Linked DNA regions of Zea mays: region 1 is linked to region 2. Evidence: chromatin contacts called from public Hi-C data. All regions are on one chromosome and are shown on one strand. Each heading gives the region's core, a stretch centred on a gene start, on an enhancer-like site or on the middle of the called end of the contact. The rest is flanking DNA. Distances are from core to core; before and after follow the strand shown. Region 1 has its middle 47 kb from the start of LOC109939478. Region 2 holds the start of LOC100383057 (O-fucosyltransferase family protein).

The links. A called contact is a pair of places that touch in the nucleus more often than the background predicts.
Region 1: a contact with region 2 is called in a Hi-C map of leaf, with 10 times the contacts expected there. The contact joins the enhancer-like site here to the promoter of LOC100383057 in region 2. A contact is called at or near these places in 5 of 25 Hi-C or Micro-C datasets (bundle sheath, ear, endosperm and 1 more).

Annotation. Positions count from the first base shown.
Region 1 is chr5:52,985,786-52,992,415 of Zm-B73-REFERENCE-NAM-5.0, forward strand. No RefSeq gene overlaps it. Among protein-coding and RNA genes, the nearest start is that of LOC109939478, 47 kb to the right of the region's middle. Within about 2 kb of position 4,361, at least 18 of the 20 cell types and tissues checked have an H3K27ac peak or open chromatin away from gene starts, as enhancers often do. A contact at or near this core is called in bundle sheath, ear, endosperm and 1 more, where this site is marked.
Region 2 is chr5:52,898,450-52,905,160 of Zm-B73-REFERENCE-NAM-5.0, forward strand. It overlaps LOC100383057 (O-fucosyltransferase family protein), which reads left to right and starts at 4,070. Exons shown (of 11, transcript NM_001175733.1): 1 at 4,070-4,319; 2 at 4,575-4,625; 3 at 4,731-4,821; 4 at 5,416-5,492; 5 at 5,762-5,850; 6 at 5,968-6,087; 7 at 6,426-6,542; 8 at 6,645-6,711. The coding sequence starts at 5,792.

The sequences.
Region 1 (6,630 bases), core at 3,111-5,610, 88 kb after region 2:
GCTGACGGCTAGGGCAGCGCTGCCCTGGCATTGTCGACGATGCGGCGCCGGATGTCTTGGGCTCGATGACAGGCTTCTCCGGCGAGTGTTCGGCCTGCCCACTCTTGTTCGATGTTCTGTCGGAGCTGTACAAGCCGGCCTGCTTCCCCGTCGACCCGGGCCTGCATCTCACGGATTTGCTCGAGCTATATGTCCTGACCCCCCGCAGGGACTGGGACCACAGCTAGCTCCCGCGGGATGTCAATGCGAGATGCGGGACCAGGGGGATTGTCAACCTCTGGCATACCGAGGTGGTTGCCTTCGTTGTGATCTCCCAGATCGACGTGGAAACATTCGCGACTTGGGCCATAACCCTCGTCGTCAAGGTCATGGCCATCGTCAGAACAACCGGAGAGGCAGAGGTCACATGCGGACATGAAGCCCCGCATGGCACCGGGGTCATTGAGGGCAGAGAAATCCCAACCAGAGTCGGGGTCGTCCTCTTCCTCAGAACCCGCCGGTCCGAAGGTTGAGACGGCTGTCAGTCGGTCCCAGGTCGACCACATGTGGTACCCCGGAAGGTTTGGATACGCCTTTACGAAGGCGCTCACCATAGCGGGGTCGCTAGGTGGATCGAAGCTGAACCGAAAAGGTACAGGATGGAAAACGGATGGTACCTCTTGGTCGTTGGACGGCGGTGAAGTCATGTCGGGGGCAGAGTACACCGTCATCTCAGGTACGAGGGTAACGCCCAGTAGGTCCTTTGCGAGGGTGCTGGCGTCATCAGTCCGCTTGGGGCTGACACGTCGCGGGGAAGTGACACCCGCCGTCGTCTTAGGTGCGAGGACAATGTCCGACATGTCCCCCGGGGGAGTGCCGGCGTCGTTGACTCGCTCTGGTGCGACAGCCGACAAGGTGCCACCTCCTGCGTGGCCATGGTTGCCTTGCCTCCGCCTCCTCCAACGAGGAGGGTGGCGGGGACGACCGGAGTGCTCCTCTTCTGCCACGGGGAGATGTTGTCGTAGAGCTCACCGCCGCCGGGCGAGTCAGAGACCATCGTTGTCGTCACGCCGCGGGGGGAGGAGTACCATGTCATAGCTGCCGTCGAGGGACATGAACTCGAGACTCCCAAAGCGGAGCACCATCCCGGGCTGAAGAGGTTGCTGAAGACTCCCCATCTGGATCTCAACGGGAAGGTGTTCGTTAACACGCAGTAGGCCCCTACCTGGCGCGCCAACTGTCGGTATCTCGGACCCGTGGGGGGTCCCTTGGACCGACCAGTGAAATCGCTGTGTGCCCCTGCCCAGATGGGTTGGCGCGGGATGGAACACAAGAGGTGGGACAAGCCTTGTATTATCCTGCACCAGGGGTGCCGCTCGTAGTAGGGGTTACAAGCTCGTCGCGTGGGAGAGAGAGAGACACAGAGTCTATCCGCTGCTTCCCCCGCGCGAACCCCCCTCAGGGTGGCCCTGGACCTCCCTTTTATAGAGGCAAGGAGAGGGTCCAGATGTACAACGGGGGGCGTAGCTATGCGCTAACGTGTCCGACAGTGGAGTGCCTAATCCCTGTGTAATGCCAACGTGGCCGTTGGGGGAGAGCATGGGCCCTGTACATGTGATGGCATGGCCGTCGGAGGAGCGCCTGAGTCCTGTAGGAGCACAGCTGGCAGCGCAGCAAGGATCCTGCTGACGTCTCCTTGCTGTCATAAGGGGCTAGGAGCCACCAGCGTCATGGTGCACGCGGGGCACCATCATTACTCGTCGCCGGGGTAAGCCAGATGGGACGCCGGTCTTGTTCCTTGTAGCCTGAGCAGGCTAGGAATAGGGAAATGATGTATCCCCTATTAGCGCGGTCGGTCCGAGCCCAAGGTCGGTCGAGGCGGAGACTTCTCTTGAGGCCGAGGCCGGGGTCGGGTGAGGACGCGTTTCCTCCCGAGACCGGGGTCGAGGCCGAGTCCGGGGGTCGGGCGAGGCGGAGACCTCCTCCCCGAGGCCGGAGCCTGAGGTCGGGCGAGGCGAAAACCTCTTCCCGAGGCCGGAGCATGAGGTCGGGCGAGGCGGAGCTTCCTGTTGCGCCCGAGGCTGAACTCGGTGGTTGATCGTGACTTGTTGTCAGTCGTCGCCGGGGTGGCTGACACGGCAGTCGGAGCGGAGCGAGCGACGCTGTTTTCCTGTCATATCAGATAGTAAAGAAGAGGGGCGAAGTGACTGCGGTCACTTCGGCCTGCCCGACTGAGGCGCGTGTGTCAGGATACGGTGTCAGGCATCCCCTACATTTAATGCGCCTGCGAAGCGGTCGGTTGATGAGGCGGTCTGGCCAAGGTTGCTTCACAACGAAGCCTACCCGAGCCGGGCCTCAGGAGAGCCGAGGGGGCGCCCGCTGCCTAAGGAGGCCCTCTGGCGAGGCATGAACTCATTTGGGACTACTGTCCTCACCCGAGGCTGGGCTCGGGTGAGATCGCGTCCCTCGGGTAGACGAAGTCTTGACCTGAACCGCACCCGTTAGTTGGTCTAAGGGTGTTTACCAGCCATGATTAGGAGCGTTGGGGGTACCCCTAATTATGGTACCCGACAGTAAGTGAATACCAAACCTTAATAAAAATAATAGAACAAAATTAATAATAATCCCAAGCAAATGTAAATGACAAAATTGAATTTAAGTTTCATAAATTAATCATCAGAGAGTCCTGAGCTGCTCTTGACCGTGAGCTCGGCTAGTATACCAGTTTTACACTCTGCAGAGGTTGTACCCTTTACCCACAAGTCGTGTTTCCCATGTCACCAGGGCTAGCTAGACCCTTAGACACTACCGAGGTGAATGGCTAGGGATCCACTACGAGGCCTTTACAAAGTTCCACTAGCTTCCGAAAACCCGCTACAGTTTATGGGAAGAGCACTTGCAAGAATCACCCGTCTGACCGCCATCGCAGCAAAATCAACCCGAGAACCTCCTTGCATGCAACTCCCCTACTGCCCTTGCACCTTTCGGGTAAGGTAGTCTTCCACTAGCTTTCCTAATTAGTTAGCCAATGGGTCCCATTCCTCCCTTATGGTGGCACGTGTTTCTCAAGTTAAGCTCCATGTTCCAATTAACAATAATATAATGATCTTGACATGAACATAAATAGAATAACAAAATAACTGGAACATGGATATAATGAAATATTAACCCAAAACCATGTAAAGCAATAGCATAAACTTCCCATGTGATTCAGGGGTAAAACAAGGTAAAAAGGATAAACAGACTAGGGTGACCTATTGGGTCCCATCAAAATTAAGCCTATGCATTGAATAGTGATAATAAAGAATATTATTGGGTAACAAGAGTGGATCAAGGGCACAACTTGCCTGGCACTTGAGATTCCAGTTACCAGGGTGATCTTCAGGCGACTCGAAACCTCGCTGCTAGTCATAGCAATACAACAAACATGGTATAGACAAAAATTAACATCACACCAATCATAAGAACATACTGCATAATAATGATCTACGTGTTGCTACGAGATCGTGGGAACGAGAACCACTAAAATCAGAGTTAATGTTAAGGAGTTATGATTCTATGGAGGATTTATGTGATTAAAATACTAAACTATATTATAAATTGGTTAATATAAATCATATGAGAGGTTATTCTATAAATAATTATCTCAACTTTAATCTAAGTTATAAATTAACCATAAATTATATTCTAGTAGATTATAATGATAAGTAGATTAACAAGACTAACCAACATAAGTTAAATAGAAATCTAATTATAAAATAATGAGGCATGGTATAATAAATGTTGTTATTGCATAGTAAATATTTATACGAGACTAACGCAACTTGAACGGATAAAATCGGGGGTTATAGATTTTAAGTAATGAATTTCTAAGGATTTTATGTGTTTTGTACAAGATTAAATAGAATATTAATTTTAATGCAGTTTTCATGTCAAACCAGAGACACTATGTGATAAACCATAATATTATAGAATTATAGAAATTCGAATGAACTCATTTGGACTTAGTATGAATTTTCTATGAATTTTATAAGTTCTAGAATTATTTTGGCACTAGAAATCCATTTTCTAAACCCTTTTTCTTATTTTCTCACAGCACTGGACTGCGTGCACAATAACAGAAAATAGCAGACCTCTGTGCAAGGTTTCCTAGACTCAAGCTAATTCCGCAGTGGACCGCATGTTCATTTGTGAAAAGGGAAGGGGCTCATATGCGAAAGACCATGGCCAAAAGGGTAAGGACTGCATTGGGCCGCCAGATTAGAAGTCTATGGTTCAGATTAGACTATACCATTTTATGAATTCATATGCATCCAGGCCATAGGATCAAGGATCCACGGCCCGAAACCAACCACGTCTGCATTTCATCCCTGGTCCTCGATCCCCCGATCGACGATTCAGATACAATGCGCTGAAAGGTTACTGCTATGCTCAATCTGAGCCGTCCAACTGGGTGTCAACGGCCAAGAGACCCTCTTCCACCCACGTTAGTAGACCAGGAGGCGCCACCGGTACGACGGCGATGAACGCCGGTGAGCCCTCCTGACTCACGCACTCGCCCTAATCCCATAATCGAACGCGGATACACTATGTGTACACCAATGCGAATTACATGGAGAAGTCCTTACCGTGCGCCACACAAGCAGGAGCACTGACCACGGCGGAGGGCGGAATTGCGGTGGTTCCTCTACTTCGGCGAGAAATTGCTGCGCAACTGCCCAAGTTCTGGGGGGTAAGGTCATGACACCATTGGGACACCTCTATGACCCTCCTAAGCCATCTATCGAGGATAGAGCGACTCTGGACGCAAGCCGTCGACGGCGCTCCTCCGCTTTTCTCTCTTCTTGCCGCTCCTGAGCTCCGACTGCGTCACTCCTCTCCCGATCTCTCTCTCACGCTCGGTCGCGGGTAGCATGCGTTGATGGGAGGAAAAGACGGCAACCCAAGCGCCCAATCTTATAGCCCCAAGGAAGGCCGGGCGAGGATTCCGCCGGAGCCCGCCATCATCGCACGATCGTTGCGGTGAACCTGTAGAGGGGGAGATGGTGCTAGGGAAGTGTGGGGTGACGCCTGGTCATCTTATGCCCCACTTTCCCCGCGAGAATAGCTACTATCCGCAACTAATTCCCTGCGAAGATGGAGTTCTGGGCACGGTCCTCACGGGTTGTTTACACGGCACAGCAGCCAGTGGAAGAAGAACCATCCCCCTCTGGGCATTGGTCCCACATGTCAACGATGGGCGCTCTGTGCGGCTGACGACATGGCCCACGTGCCAGCGATGCCCAGGGAGCGACACGCACGCGAGGCCATTGAAGAGGGCCGGTCCATCGGTAGAGGGATGAGGGTTTGGGCCGAAAGGAGGGGAATGAGGCCCACATGGCTGGAATTGTTTTCTATTTTTGTTTTATTCCCTATTTTCAAATTCAAATCAACCTTCAAATTTGAACTTCCAAATTTTGTGGCAAATGGGTCCTCCAATTTAATATACAATTTGATCATCCCAGTATAAAATTTATTTTGTATTATATATATATATGTTTTTTTATAGTATCTCTCCCTCTGATTTTGCATTTTCAAACCTAAATTTAGGGTCAATTCCTATTATCATCTCATAGTTGTATTTCTACTATTATTATTGTTATTATTATTTAAATGCACAAGCAAACAAGAATTCCAACATGACGCATAGAGTATTTTATTAAACATTTCGTTCTCTTAATTATGTTTAACCCATGTTATAATAATGAGATGGCAAATCAAATAATGATATCCACATTTTTCTTTATTGTTCATTTTTTTGGTGCTACAATTGATTGAGTGCAACCATAGAAAAAGGATTGATCTTTTGGGTCCAAATAGCGTCTACATGCAATTTCACCATCTTACCACCAAACAACTTAAGGACCGATGGTCCATAGCAACTGTAAGATCACCCTCTTTAACACATGTACAACTGATGTGCAAGGGGTGCATGTACAACCCAATGTGGAGGAAATCATTTGGAAGTGGACAACCAATGGAATTTACTCCACATGTTCGGCATACATGATTCATTAAGGGTATGTTTGGGAGTGAGGGAATATTCAAGGGGATTTTAACCCCTTTAGGACTGGTTTGGTGACATTGAATAGCAAGGGGATTACTCCCCCATGGATCCCCTCATGATCCCTGATCACCAAACCTATCCTCAATCCCCTCCAACCCCTTTGTTCCCAAATAATCCTTAAGAGGATCATATCAAACATTCAAGCACAAACTCATCTCGAAGGCACAAACAGAAAAACAAATGAAAAGTACACGTTTGGATCCTATGGCACAACAAGGCCTTAACGGTGGACAGGCTAGAGGGTGGCCCCATCAGAAACATTATGTTTTGTGTAGGGCTTCATCTATCGTTGCCACACCCCTTTACAAAGCCCATTTGCCGCCTAGTGATATCTTGGGAAGAACCGGCCTTTTTCCCTGTTTCCAGTTTTTCTTTTGAGATGACTATATTGGCTGATCTTTAATCAGTAGACCTGCAGCTAAATTTCTTGGAAACAAGGGAAGTGCTTCGGTACTCTTTTCTTAAAAAACAATAAACAAATACGAGCTTAGTTAAGCAATTTTAGCAAAGGCCCATGGGCTTCTTGGGAGAGGAATGCCAACCGT
Region 2 (6,711 bases), core at 2,820-5,319:
CAAAAGATCCTAATTGAAGCAACTAAAGTGCCAAGCTAGAGAAAGAGCTCTCCTACACATGTCTATTTAGCAAGGTCATACAAACCTATGCAACTATAATTCTAAGTACACCGAGAGCTCTTAAACATACTAGTAAGCAAAGCGCACAGAGCATAAGCACTACTAGCACAACTTACTAGCTGCACTACACAAGCATAACTAGAGAGAAACAACTACTTAGCTACACAAGCTAAGCAAAATAAATTAGCAACACAGGCTAACAATAAGAGAGCAACTATTTTATAGCAAGTATGAATAAATATACAAGAGCATATAAGAGCAACAAATAGTCACTAACATAAGTATATGAACAATTAAATACAAGCTAGTGAGTAAAGTTGCAAACCAATGGGGAGATGATGACACCTGACACAATGTTTTTTCTCATTGTGGTGATGACTTGTTGGTCACCCCTAGCCCATGTTGAGGTGGATTCAAAGCACCCAACCACTCCTCTATCAAGCCTCCACTTGATCTCTTGAGCTCAATTGGTCAATGAATCTCTCAAACCTCGATTCCACTAGAGTTGCTTTTCACCCCTCCGGTGAGGCAAGCAAACCGCCTCTCACAACCACCATCGCGACCTCTCCACAATCTTCGTCAAGAGTTCGACGAGGAACCACCACAAAACCGTATAGGAGGCGGCAATCTCCAAGAGTAACAAGCCAATTGACCTCGCTTGATGATCTCCCTAGTGCCTCAAAGATCAACAACTTGAAGCAACACACTAGATGGCTCTCAATCTCACTAGAATGTAATCACAACCAATATGAGCAAGAGAGAGAGAGGAGAGGAGGAGCTCCAATATGCTCACAAGTGTTCCAGATAGCCTCAATAGCACATTCATATCGGGCAACACAAGTATATTTAGCCCCTCTCCAAAACTAGTCGTTATGGGCCAACTATCCCTTTTCTACGCACTTGCGGACAGTCTATGATCCAAGATTAGACCATTTGCACAAGAATCCCAACGACTATAAACGGATATAAAAAATGTCAAAGCATCCAAAAATGACTTGCGGAGGATCTGCCCCTCAAGGTCAGATGGTCCGCGATACATAAAACTGAGCCAAACCGAAGTTTTGCTGACTCTGCATGTTTGCTGAAATTTATACCACGGATGGTCCGCAATACAAAAACTCCAAGGATCTGTCCATCACCTCGAGTTAGACCCGGACGGTCCGCCAGTACCTCAATTCAGCCTATATTCAAAATCGCTTTTGAATACGTTTTTATTTGAAAAACCAAAGCGTTGTTAGCCCTCATGCACATGCATCAACTATATGTTCTTTGAGGCACTAAGATCTCATCAAGAAGATATTATTGACCCCTCTTGATAGTACAACTATCTAGCCTACTAATCCGATCAATATTCTTCTTTAAACACCTTTTGACCGGCAAAAGCAAAAAAACCTATCTGCTATCTTTTACCTTTGCCTTGAGCATTCAATTCCATCTCCTCAAATGATGAACAATGGCCATCCATAAGTGTAGCCAACCATCCTACTTTATACCATTTGTTCATAGCATGAAGTTCCTCCATCATCTTCATTAATCCACTTGATGAATAGCCCAGATCAACGCTTGTCTTGATATCTCTATAATGATATGATCCACTCCATGTCATCACATGGCCTTATTGGTTCATCCATCTAAACATAGCTTGCTCTTCACCATTTCATTATGTCCATCAGTGCCAAGTCCTTGCTCTTGCTTCATCGCCATGTGGTCTCTCACACATGAGCCTCTTACTTGCCCTTCACACTAGAAACTTGGTCCATCTAAGCCAAGACATGTCTCTTGATGTTCTCCATATAGCCACATGACATCATGTCATGTCTTCATATGCAATGAGCTCCTTCATCACACTAGATGAACATATCAATATCACCAAGCCACATCACCACCATGGACCAGATAGCTCACACTAGTGTACTGCGGACTAATCACATGTGTATCTCAATATAAAACTTATTAGTCCATCTAAGTTGTTAATCATTTACCAAAATCAAACAAGGTCTCACAGCTGCTCGTGCCCGGCGAGAGCGGGCGGTATCGCCTCGCTCTCGCGCGCGCTCTCGCACACGTCCGGGAGAGAGGCGGACGAGAGACAGGCGAGAGATAGACAAGGCGATGAGTGCACGGGTGAGAGGGATAGGCGAGAGCGAGGTGGTAGCTTCCTATTGGTCCACGTGGCGCCACGTGTGCTAGCCGTTGCAACTGGCCGTTTTTGACCGTTTGGAGTCCAAAAGATTCAAAAACAAATTGCAAAAAATCACAAATTTATCCCAATCCCTCTATAAATACCCTACCTGGGTGGAGCTCATTTGACACACCATTTCATCTCATTTCTCTCTTGAAACTCGCCTTTTCTACTCATCTCCACGTAATATCTTCCTCGAGCACGAACTCAAGTGAAGGAGCCGAAGGTGCAATGTGTAATGCATTGTAAGCAGCAATGGATGAGTCTATGCTCAACCTCAATGAAGAGTCATCGACGTTACATCAATCGTGATCGTGAGTCTGCCCATGATCGGCTTCATCAAGACTACTTCACCGATGACTGTGTGTATCCTTCGAATTACTTTTGGCGCAGGTATCACATGAGGCGACAATTGTTTTAGTACTATGCATAGATTAGGTAAATACTCTCTGTATTTCACCCAAAGAGAAGATGATCTGGGTCGACTTGGTCTCTCTCTCCTACAAAAGTGCATCGCAGCTCTGCACTTGTTAGCCTATGGATTCGTTGTATATTCGATAGATGAGTACTTAAAGCTAGCTAGATCGACTACATTAGAGTGTCTAGAGAAGTTTTGTGAGGGTATCATTCATTGTTATGGGGAGGAGTTCTGTCGTCAACCAAATGTCGCTGATACTCAGCGTCTACAAGCAAAAGCAGAAGACTGTGGCTTTCCAGGCATGCTAGGGAGTATTGATTGCATGCAATGGCAATGGAGGAATTGTCCGGTCGCCTATGTCGGTCAATTCACAAGGACAGATATCAAACATCCCACTATCATCTTAGAAGTCGTTGCATCGTATGATCGATGGATCTTGCATGCATTTTTGGGCGGTCGGGTCCAACAATGACATTAACGTACTCAATTAGTCGCCATTATTCAAGGATGTCCTTCAAGGTCAAGCACCCATAGTGAACTTCATTGTTAATGGACACAAATACAATATGGGATACTATCTTACCGATGGCATATACCCTTCCTGGCCAGTGTTCATCAAGGGTATTCCTCTTCCATAAAGTGAGAAACATCAGTTATTCACAAATGCTCAAGCAACATGCCGCAAAGATGTCGAGTGCGCTTTTGGGGTGTTGAAATCTCGGTTCAACATTATAGCAGTTCCTGGACGTTCATACTCTCAACATACTCTTGGTTTGATCATGTGTGCATGTGTCATTTTGCACAAGATGATCATCGATGACGAGCGTGATACCGATTTGGATGAGACATATGAGACAGTTGATTCTACCGTCGGCCCATTAGTCTACTACAATGCAACCGCGAGCCTAGCATCCAGGATTTAAATGGACAACGAGATGACGAACACATCGATGTAGACACAACTCCTAAATGATTTGGTTGAGCATGTATGATGACATAATAATCATTAGATTTATATAATTTTCTATTAATTATTATATATTTTAATTGTCATGTACTTTCTTTGAATTATTGTGTACTTTGTATTTTAATTTTTATAAAAATGTTGTGTGATTTTTGAGTGCTAAAATAAATGTATGTGAATTACTTAATGTTGAAATAGAAAAATTGATGTAGCTATAGACTGAGGTTACTGTGCACTGGAGTAGGGCGCGAGAATGAAGTGAGGGCTGACTTGACTGACCGAGAGATGGTGAACTAGAAACACGCTAAGGTCTACAAGACTACAACAGGGCTGTGTGGGCCTGACTGGGTAGTTTGTTCCCCGTTGTTTTTTCGAACCCGACCCAACTCTGTCCTCACTTCTCTCGGGAGCCGGGACTCGGGAGATTACTTCGCCGCCGTCGCCTCGCCTCCGCAACCGCGACACGACACACACCAGCGCCGCCACCGCGGAAGGAGCAAGGTTGAAGAAGAAGCGGCACCCGCCACAGATACGCCGCGCGGCGGCGCCATGGCCGAGCTGCGGCACGCCACGGCGGCGACCCGCGCCACCAGTTCCCCATCCAAGCGCGACGCCGAGGCCGCGTCCGCGTCCTCGCCCTTGGTCGCGTCCCCCCGCGTCGACGGCGGCAAGGACGGCCTCCGCCCCCAGCCAAGGTGGTCACTCCCGCCCCCCCTTCCGCTCCCTCCTCGCGCTCGAGGACCCCAGGTCCCCCACGGCTTCCGCCTCCTACCGGATTCTCGTCGCCGCAATCGCCTGCTTCGCGCTCACTGCGCTCTTCTTCGCGCCTTTCGTCTGGACACGCCTCGTCAGTTCTTGGCTCCCTGATCGCTTCCTCTCGTATCATATTCGTTACGTTTCATCGAGATATCAGACTCGCTGCTTACGCTCGTGCTGCTGCTGGACCCTAGAACGCGCCGTACCTGTGCCGCAAGGAGGGGATTCGGCTCCACTGCCCCAGGGTAAAGAGGCCTTCACTTGAGCAACGCATTCAGGGGAACCTGATTGTGCATGCAATGTGATTGGAGCCTGAATGTGATTTTGTTTGGCTTGGTGTTATGATGTAGGTGAGGCAGCGGGACTCTCTGTGGGAGAATCCTCATGCTGCAGCAACTTGGTGGAAGCCGTGTGCTGAGCGTCAGAGTCATGAAGTCTCAGGCAAGTACAAAATCAGAGTGTTCTGGCTAAAAGTTTGATGCTAATTGGGTGGCTGCTTTAGTTGCATCCTAGTTTGCTGTATTTATGACCCTGATTTGTTATTAGTGACTTGGATGTGAGCCATGACAGTTTTTCATTTGATGACGTGCCACTCTTAGTCTGGAATTACACTGGTTGGAGAAAATAATCATGGATGTGCAATCTGTATAACCGCAGAGTAAATTTTAAATAGGACAATTATGCCAAGAAAAAAGTTATGATGTTGTCACGCCCAGCATCTGTATAAAAGTTAATCTATCTGAATCAAATCGGAGTCTAAATAGGCTCAGCCAATTTGTTAGCACATCTTAAGCTTGAAGAGATAACTTAAGCACCTGCCAATTTTTTTACCAAAGCACCATGTCTAGGATCTCAATTGTGCATGGCTATATGCCCTCTTAGGAAAGAATTTTAACTTTGTAAGCCATGACTTTTCAAATCACGTTAGTTCCTCATTATTATTTTTGTTTACCAAGCAGCAACTTAGCACAAGACATTCACTTGAAAAGCTATGGTTCAATCCTGACAATAACCAGTTTGATCTCTATTTTGCAGACCTCGTGTCAGAGAATGAAACTTCTGGGTTTATATTTATTCATGCCGAGGGTGGATTAAACCAGCAACGTATAGCTGTATGTATGTGCCTTTCACAATTTTGCCCTTTGAGTAGTTGTCTTGTAAAGAGTAAACTCTTGACTGATTCCACTATTTAGACTGGAAATGGAAAATGTTAACGTAACTAAACTTTTTTTTCTACTTTCTAATTTTTCTTTATGATGTTTCGTTCTTAATATTATAGTTCAGAAGATCATCATCCTGTTGCCAGATTTTTTTGTCTTCATGTTATCTTAGTAGCATTGCACATTTATTAATTTTGTTGGGATATATGATTTGTTTACAGATATGTAATGCTGTTGCAATTGCTAAGATAATGAATGCCACACTTATTCTGCCAGTGCTAAAGCAGGACCAAATATGGAAAGATCAAACGTAAGTGATGAACTATGATTTCCTTTTAAACAACTTATGGTTACCCTTTTCGTTTACATTATGTGTTCTCTTTTTGTGATTCCTGTAGTAGTTGAGAACTTATATCTCTTTGTGCAGGAAATTCGAAGACATCTTTGATGTAGACCATTTTATAAATTATTTGAAGGAGGATGTGCGCATTGTTCGAGATATTCCTGACTGGTTTACAGAAAAGGATGAGCTTTTCACTAGTATAAAGTTAGTCTCTTCATTTTCAGCTATCCATTGTGTCTTAACTGTTACTTACTGAATAGCTTGTTGCTAAAAATTACACACAAGTTTTATACTGATATTGGTGTTATCTACAGTATAAAGTTACTCTCCTTTTGTCATCAATATAAGCATTATGATTGTTAGTGAGGATTATTACACCTCAACCGCATGAACCAGAAGTGCAACCTGACTGGAAATTACTGCTGGACTTCTATTCTCCATCTTTTGTTTTTGCAAGAGTTATTATCCTTACAGAAAGTTGATGTAGCTAGAGATTGTGTTTGTAACTCTCTCCTTAAGGTTTTGTATGTTTGTTGTAACAGGCGCACTGTGAAAAATGTCCCAAAGTATGCATCAGCACAATTTTATATTGATAATGTCTTTCCAAGGATCAAAGAGAAAAAGATAATGTCAATCAAGCCGTTTGTTGATAGGTTAGGGTAAGTGTATCACAGCATCAAGATGGCAACATAAGTAACCATTGTCCTATCCTTTAGATACATCTTTAGATGTGTTAATTATGTATAATCGTTCCATTTCAGATATGATAATGTTCCAATGGAGATTAACCGACTGAGGTGCCGAGTTAATTATCATGCTTTGAAGTTT